Regions from separate parts of the Anser cygnoides genome. Here region 1 is linked to region 2. A link is a contact called in public Hi-C data. All regions are on one chromosome and are shown on one strand. Each heading gives the region's core, a stretch centred on a gene start, on an enhancer-like site or on the middle of the called end of the contact. The rest is flanking DNA. Distances are from core to core; before and after follow the strand shown.

Region 1 (3,516 bases), core at 752-3,251, 220 kb before region 2:
CGGGGCCTGCCACCCGCGGGGATGTCCCACCCGTGGCTATGTCCCACCCATGTCGATGTCCCACCCGTGGCGATGTCCCACCCATGGCGATGTCCCACCCGTGGCGATGTCCCACCCATGGCGATGTCCCACCTCCCCTTCTGTCCCCCAGCCCTAGCAGCAAAGGGTTAACCGGCCACGCCAGAGAACGAGAAAAGCCTGCACACACGTCGTAAATTCTTCCCTGTCCCCTGGTGTGGGAAACCTCTGAGAGGCCAAACTGGGAGCCAGGCATGCCCGGGCTGAGCGGCGCCCCTGGGTGCCCCCCGGCTCCTCGCCTGCGGGAGGTGGAGGGGAGGCAGCAGGGGGGGGGCAGGAGCGGAGCTTCGGGGCCGAGATATTGACTGGCTGGGGCTGCTCCTGCGGCTGCTGCTCGGAATTGATGGAGGAGATGACCGAGAAAGGCACGCGAGGCTGCTTAACTACTTCACTGCTCCCCGTGGCCGAGGGGCAGGAGGGGCAGGAGGGAAATGCTTGCTCCGAGGGCCAGGAGAGGCTGCCCGTGGTGGTTTGCACCCTGGCACCTTCAGCCCCTGGGTGCTCCTTGCTGGTGTGGCTGCAGGCATGCAGGGACAGGGACAGGGACAGGGACAGGGACAGGGACAGGGACAGGGACAGGGACAAGCCCCTTGATGCTCTGGTTCAAGCACGGACAGCACCGCAGGGAGCAGCAGGGGACGGCTGCATGGTGGGGACGGCCGTGAGGATGAGGACGGTGCGGTACTGGCCCGGAGGCACAACCACGCTGCTCGCATCCCTCGGGACCCCCACAAAATGCACTGCCATCAATCCGAGGGATGGGAGTGGGGCAGCTCCACAGCTGGGAGGACTGAGGGGATGCTGGAGCACCCCAGTGCTGGTGGGGCGAGGAGGGGAGAGCCCGGGGGGCAGCAGGCAGGGGCTGCCTCCCCTGCCCGGGCCAAGCCCTGCTCCAGGTTGTGCACGGACACTGTGGGCCCCGTGCCCATGACTGCCCGTGGCACTCTCCTGTCCTTTCTGGATGGCATCTGACGTCTGTCCCCACCTAACAGCAACACCGTGCAGCCACCGGCTGCTCCTCACCCGCCTGGCACCGCGCGGGCAGGAGGACGGGGTCAGCATGGGGGGCAGCGAGGGTGTGTGGCACAGCGGGGACTGCAGGGCACGGCGTGGAGTATTGCAGGGGCACACGATATGGGATGGAGCATCAGGGGCTGTAGGATGCGGAAGAGTAGGGGCTATAGGACAGGTTATGGGGTGCAGTGGGGGGTACGGATGGGGAATGGGAATAGGGAATGGGGTGGGAAAGGGGTGAGGGATGGGAATTGGGTATGGGATGGGAGTGGGTTATGGGATGGGAACAGGGAATGGGATGGGAATAGGGTGCAGGATGGGAATGGGGTATGGGACGGGAATGGGGTGCGGGATGGGAACGGGGAATGGGATGAAAATAGGGAATGGGGTACGGGATGGAAATAGGGAACGGGATGGGAATGGGGTACAGGATGGGAATGGGGAATGGGGTACGGGATAATAGGGAATGGGATGGGAATGGGGAATGGGGAATGGGATGGAAATAGGGAATGGGGTAAGGGATGGGAATGGGGTACAGGATGGGATGGGGAATACGGGAATAGGGAATGGGAATGGGGAATGGGGAATAGGATGGAAATAGGGAATGGGGTAGGGGATGGGAACGGGGTACAGGACGAGAATAGGGCATGGAATGGGAACGGGGTGTAGGATAGGAGTGCAGCGGGGCACCATGGCACACGCAGGGGGCAGGCATCAGACGGGGCACAGCACGGTGCTGCCCCCCGCCCCGGCCGCCCCCCGCCCCCCGCTCAGCACCCCGCACCCCGCACCCCGCACCCCGCACCCCGCACCCTGCCCGGCTCAGCCCGGCTCAGCTCCTCCCTGCGGGCGGGCCGGGGCGGGCCGGGGCGGGCGGCGGCGGCCGGGAGCTGATAAAAGCGGCGGCCCCGCTCCGCTGCCTTGCTCTCCGCTCCGCTCCGCACCGCCCGGCCCCGCTCCGCACCGCCCGGCCCCGCACCGCACCGCCCCGCACCGCCCGCCCATGGTGCTGCCCGGCCCGCCCGGCATGTCCCGCTCCGAGGAGGTGCACCGCCTCACCGAGAATGTCTACAAGGTGAGCCCGGCAACAGGTTTTTTCCCCACCCCCCCCTCTTTTTCTTTTTCCCTTTCCCGTTTTCCTCCCCTCCTCCGCCGGGCGCGGGGGCAGAGCGGGGGCTGCTGCGGGGGCGGCTGGAGGAGGAGGAGAGGAGGAGGAGGAGGAGGAGGAGGAGGAGGAGGAGGATGTGCCGCCGCCGCCGGGGGGGCCGAGCCGCCCCCGCTCCCCCCCGCAGCCTGCACGGAGCGCTCCGAGCTCCGCCGGGGGGGGCGCCGCTGCCCGAGCCGCCCCCGGTCCCCCGCACCCCGGGGTGCGTCGAGGTGGGAGCGGGGCCGGGGGGGGGGGCGAGGGGCGGCCCGGGGGGGCAGGGAGCGGCCCCCGGCCCGGGGGGGACCCGTCCTAACCCCCCTGTCCTGGGTCACCCCGGGCCGGCACGGGCGAGCCCCGCCGGGGCGGTCCCTGGCTTTCCTCGAGCACCCAAAGCAGTCGGTGTCCTGGAGCTGCTGAATCTCCCCATCGCCCGATTTGCCCCTTTTTCCCTCCCCCCCCGTCAGTGGCATGAGAAAAATGAAATGTTTCGCGTGCCTTGCTCTCCCCTCGCGAAGGGAAAGCTTTCTGCTCTGCTGGGTGCTGTGGCCGAGCCCGGGTGAACCTTTCTGTCCTGGCGTGCGTGTGGGATGTCAGTCATTAAACCGGGAGGTTTGCGAGGTTTTCTGCATCGTGAGGGGTCAGATCGAGTTCCTTGTGAGCGTTAAGTGGAAAAAAAAACACTGACTGGAAAATTTAGCGTGAAAACCATCGAGGTAGTAAAGTTCTGAAGTCTCCTGCTGGCACCTCGGGCACAGCAGCTGTTCAAGCAGTGCTCGTGGCACCCGAACCTGGTGTGCAGCAGGGCTGCGGCTGGAGCTTTCTGCCCGGGCATCGAGCAGCACATGGGGTTTGGGTGTCTGTGGGACTCCATTGCACCCTTTAAATGCCGCTGGTCCCCCAGTCCCTGTGCTGTTGTCACACACGGGCAGAGCCCGTCACCCCGGGGGGCTGATTTAATGGCCCCGTGCACCCAAAAGCTGCCCCCTCCTGCGCTCTTATCAGCTGGGCTGGGCGGGAGCCGCTGGAGCAGGGCGAGCACCGCGCTGTGCTTTGCACACCCATGGTGTGCTCGGGCTCCAGGGGCAGCTGCTCGGAAGGGTTTCAGCTGGTGACTCAGGTGTTGTTTGAGGGGTGTTGTCCTTGGTGATCTGCGGCGATGGCAGCTTTGTGCGGCAGGTAACCATTTCTCCAGGAGTCTGTGCGCAGTGAGCGCGCAGGGTGGCTCTCGGGCGGCTTCGAACCCACCTTGGTGTTCGCCTTGGCTGGAGGGGAGTGCT
Region 2 (3,813 bases), core at 678-3,177:
ACAAACTCGCCTTAATCACCTGCCTGCTCTCTCCAGAACGATAACGGGACCCCAGCAGCACACAGAACGCACCCGAATGGCACGCAAAGCACAAACCACGCAGCTGAATCGCAACTGGGATCACGCCGAGGAGGCCGACCCCTCGCAGCAGGGTTCGGTTATCAAACAGCCTCCCTGTGCTGCTCTCAGCCTGGGCTCCCCCAGCCGCCGTGCCTCTGGGGGAACACGAAACGCCCGTCCCGCCCCAGGAAAGCTCCCACCCTAAGGATCCCAACTGAAAAGCCGATACGTTTCCTTCTTTAAATTGGTTATTTATCCCTCTGGATACACTCCGAGGAATCTAGTTTCAGCTCTATCAATAAAAACAGTTTTTTTTTCCCCGGCCCGGCTGGAACGCGGCGAGGGCTCGGCTACCTTCTTGAGGAACGTGGCCACGGTCTCGCGCTTGGTGGCCGTGATGCGCTTCACCCCTTCTGGCGACTGCACGCGGATGATCTGCGGGGAGAAGAGGACAGCCCCCGTTAGCTGCGGGGACACGGAGCCCGCCCCGTGCTCGCGGCTCGCTCCAGCGCGATGAATTCCCCCCGCCCGGGCTTCTAACGCCGCGCCCCATCAGAGCGCAACCGCGCAGGGAAGTCATTCCGCCCGGGTGGCGCTGCACGGCCGGGGGCTGCACGCCGAAGGATTAATTACCCTCATGGACGAGGTCCAGCGAGAAGCTGGCAGTGGAAAAAAAAATGCTAACGCTGCTTTTTTTTTGGTCAGAGCTCTGCCCTCGGACGCCGAACTGAACTTTCAGAAGAAAGGTGAATCAGAGCTTCTCCGGGAGGGACTCACCCAGTGCCACACTCACCGGCCGGACCGGTGCTGACGGGCGCCCGCGAGGTCGTTACGCCTCAGCCCTCGTTAGTGGCGTGCAAATTGCACGGCTAACGAAGGGACGCAGAGAGTTAACATCTCATATTGCCTTCTAACGAAGAGACACAAAGCCAGGAAACATTCTGCGTTGCTTTTGGTGAAGCGTTAAGCCGGAAGTGGGGAAAAACGGCAACTTTGGGGGGTAAAAAATGGAAATATAAACAAAAATTGGGCATGGGAGCGGTAAAAAGGGGGAAGCAGCGAACGTAAACACTGCTGTCCTCACGCTCCCTGCTGAAGTTTAAAGTCCGAGGTGGGGAGAAAATGGCAACTTTGGAGGGGAGAAATATAAAAATATAAATAAAAACTGGGCACGGGAGGTGGTAAAAAGGGCCGGGGAAGCAGCGAAAGTAAACACCGGTGTCCTCACGCTCCCTACTGCAGTCTTAAGTCAGAAGTGGGGGGAAAATGGCAACTTTGGAGGGGAGAAATATAAAAATATAAATAAAAACCGGGCACGGGAGGTGGTAAAAAGGGCCGGGGAAGCGGCGAACGTAAACACTGTCTCCCAGGGACCGGGTGAGGGCCCGAGGGAGCAGCGAGGCGTGCCGGCGTCCTGCCAGAAGCCCCCCCGGGGGTGCTGACAGGAGGCAGAGGAAGGCCTGAGGTGCCGGGGGGGGGTAAAAAACCAACACCCAACACTTTGGCGGGGGGGGGGAAGCAGGGGGAAGGCGTCCAAAGCACCGCTCCGCGGTGCTTTGGACGCCTTCCCCCTGCTTCCCCCTCCCCCCCAGCTAGACCGTGTGCTGCCCCCCCCCAACACCCCCCCGGGCCTTCCCCGCCGCCCCCCCCCGGATTCTGCTGCCTCATCGCCCCTCCCCCGCCGCCGCCGCCGGGCCCCACTCACGATCGTCTCCGCCATCTCGCCGCCCTTCCGAGCCCCCTCGGCGCTGCCCGGTGCTGCCCAAACGCGTCCCCCCCCACCCCCACCTCGTTGAGGCCCAGCTCGGTTCCGTTCCCCCCCCCCCCCCTCCTCCCCCTCCGCTGCCGCCGCCGCCACCCCCAGGGCCCGGTCCCGGCCCCGCCGCCGCTGCCCGAGCGCTTCAGGCCGCCGGGTGGGCCCCGGAACCCGGCCCTCGCGTTCCGGTGCACAAAGGTTCCTAGGCGGGGCGGTCCGCCGCGGCACCGTTCCCCCACGGATGTGCGGTGCAACGGCGTAACCCGCCCCGCTCAACCGCAGCGCTTGTTTTTTTGTTCCGGATACAAACAGTCCCCCCTTCCTCCTCTTCCTCCTCTTCCTCCTCCTCCTCATCTTCCTACTCCTCTTCCCTCTTCCTCCCCCCACACGTGGGGGGAGCCCCCACGGGGCTCAGAAAACCATGGGGTGGGCTCAGCTGGGGCGTGGGTCCTTGTCCCCTCCTCACCCCCACTGCCCCTCTAATGGTGGCTCCGGATCCATCCTGCCAAGCCTTCATCACCCGTCAGTGTGGGGGCTGCATGGGGGGGTCTTGAGTGGGCCCAGCTGTGGTGCTGGGAGCCGCGGCCCTATTTAAGGCCCGGCCGCAGCCTCTCACATGATAGGAGCGTGACTGCAGCAGCCCCGGGGAGCAGGATGGCGCCGCTCAGGGAACGGCTGTCCTGGCTCCTCAGACCCCGGAGGGCGGTGGGCAGCGGGGAGAGCAGCCGGCTGCTGCCCCAGGTAACCTGCGGGACCCCCCTGCTGACCCCTGTAGGGTCCTTGGGGTGGCTCTGTGTCCTGGCCCTGGGGGGGCTGGGTGCTTCCTGGGCACCTCTGGGTCCCCAGGGTGCCTACATCCCTGGGGGTCCCCATAGGGATGAGCTGGGGGTCCCTATAAGAGGTAGGGTCTCTGGCAGAGCTCCCCACCATGGCTCCCCATCTGCACAGACCCGGGGGGGTGGACGCAGGGTGCCCCATGCCCAGCTCACCCACATCACATCGGAGCATGGGGTGGCTCTGGGAGCCCCCAGCTGCCTTGTGCTGGTGTACACGGGGGGTGTGAGGGCTGGGGGCCATTATGGGGGTGTTTCTGGGGGTCCGCAGGCCCTGCAGCTGCCACGGGGGCTGTGGCTTGTCTGTCCCACGCAGGCATCCAGGCTGGCGGAGCTGCCCTACCCCTCTGATGATGACAATGATGAAGGCTTGCTGGTGGAGGACACGCACCTTCCTGCGGCCGAGCAGCACCCCGAGGAGTGGTGCCCCGTGCCCCCCAAGCCGGGCGCCTTCAGCCACTGCGTGCGGTACCTGGCCTTCCTCTGGAACCTCCTCTTCCTCCTGCTGGGCCTGCTGGCCCTAGGAGTCGGGGTGTGGGGGCTGCTGGCCAAGGGCTCGCTGCAGCACGAGCGCCTGGCCCTGCTGGGCTCCGACCCCATGCTGCTCTTCGTGCTGGCGGGGCTGGGGGCCAGCGCCGTGTCCCTGGCCGGCTGCCTGGGGGCCCTCCGCTCCAGCGCCTGCCTCCTGCGCTTCTTTGTGGGGGCCGTGCTGGCCTTCGTGGGGCTGGAGGTGCTGGGGGGGCTGCTGCTGTTCGCGGCGCGGCGCCGGCTGCGCGACGCCCTGCGTGCCGCCCTGCTGCTCTGCCTGCTGCACTACCAGCAGGAGCCCGACCTAAGGCTCCTGGTGGACGAGGTACAGCGTGCCCTGAGCTGCTGCGGGCTCGGCTCCTATCGAGACTGGGAGAGCAACCCGTGAGTTGGGGCTTGGGGGGGCACGGGGGGGCCTCCCCGCTGCAGGAGGGCGGTGGGGACTCGGTGATTTCTCCTGGTTCCTCCCGCAGGTACTTCAACTGCAGCGCCCCGGGGGTGCAAGCCTGCAGCGTGCCTGCCTCCTGCTGCCTGGACCCGCTGCAGAACGGCTCCGTCACCAATGACCAGTGTGCCCTGGGGGTCCTGCGCCTCGGGGACATGGAGGCTGCCGGCGTAGTGCACCTGGGGGGCTGC

What was found. A called contact is a pair of places that touch in the nucleus more often than the background predicts.
Region 1: a Hi-C map of liver shows a contact between it and region 2, with 1.6 times the contacts expected there. The contact joins the promoter of BAIAP2 here to the promoter of NPLOC4 in region 2. A contact is called at or near these places in 2 of 7 Hi-C or Micro-C datasets (both in liver).

The regions. Positions count from the first base shown.
Region 1 is chr19:12,047,702-12,051,217 of Taihu_goose_T2T_genome, reverse strand. It overlaps BAIAP2 (BAR/IMD domain containing adaptor protein 2), which reads left to right and starts at 2,001. Exons shown (of 16, transcript XM_066979967.1): 1 at 2,001-2,167. The coding sequence starts at 2,096.
Region 2 is chr19:11,826,652-11,830,464 of Taihu_goose_T2T_genome, reverse strand. NPLOC4 (NPL4 homolog, ubiquitin recognition factor) reads right to left here and starts at 1,927. Exons shown (of 17, transcript XM_066979996.1): 1 at 1,766-1,927; 2 at 415-495. TSPAN10 (tetraspanin 10) reads left to right here and starts at 2,310. Exons shown (of 3, transcript XM_048064537.2): 1 at 2,310-2,557; 2 at 2,966-3,561; 3 at 3,651-3,813. The coding sequence starts at 2,471.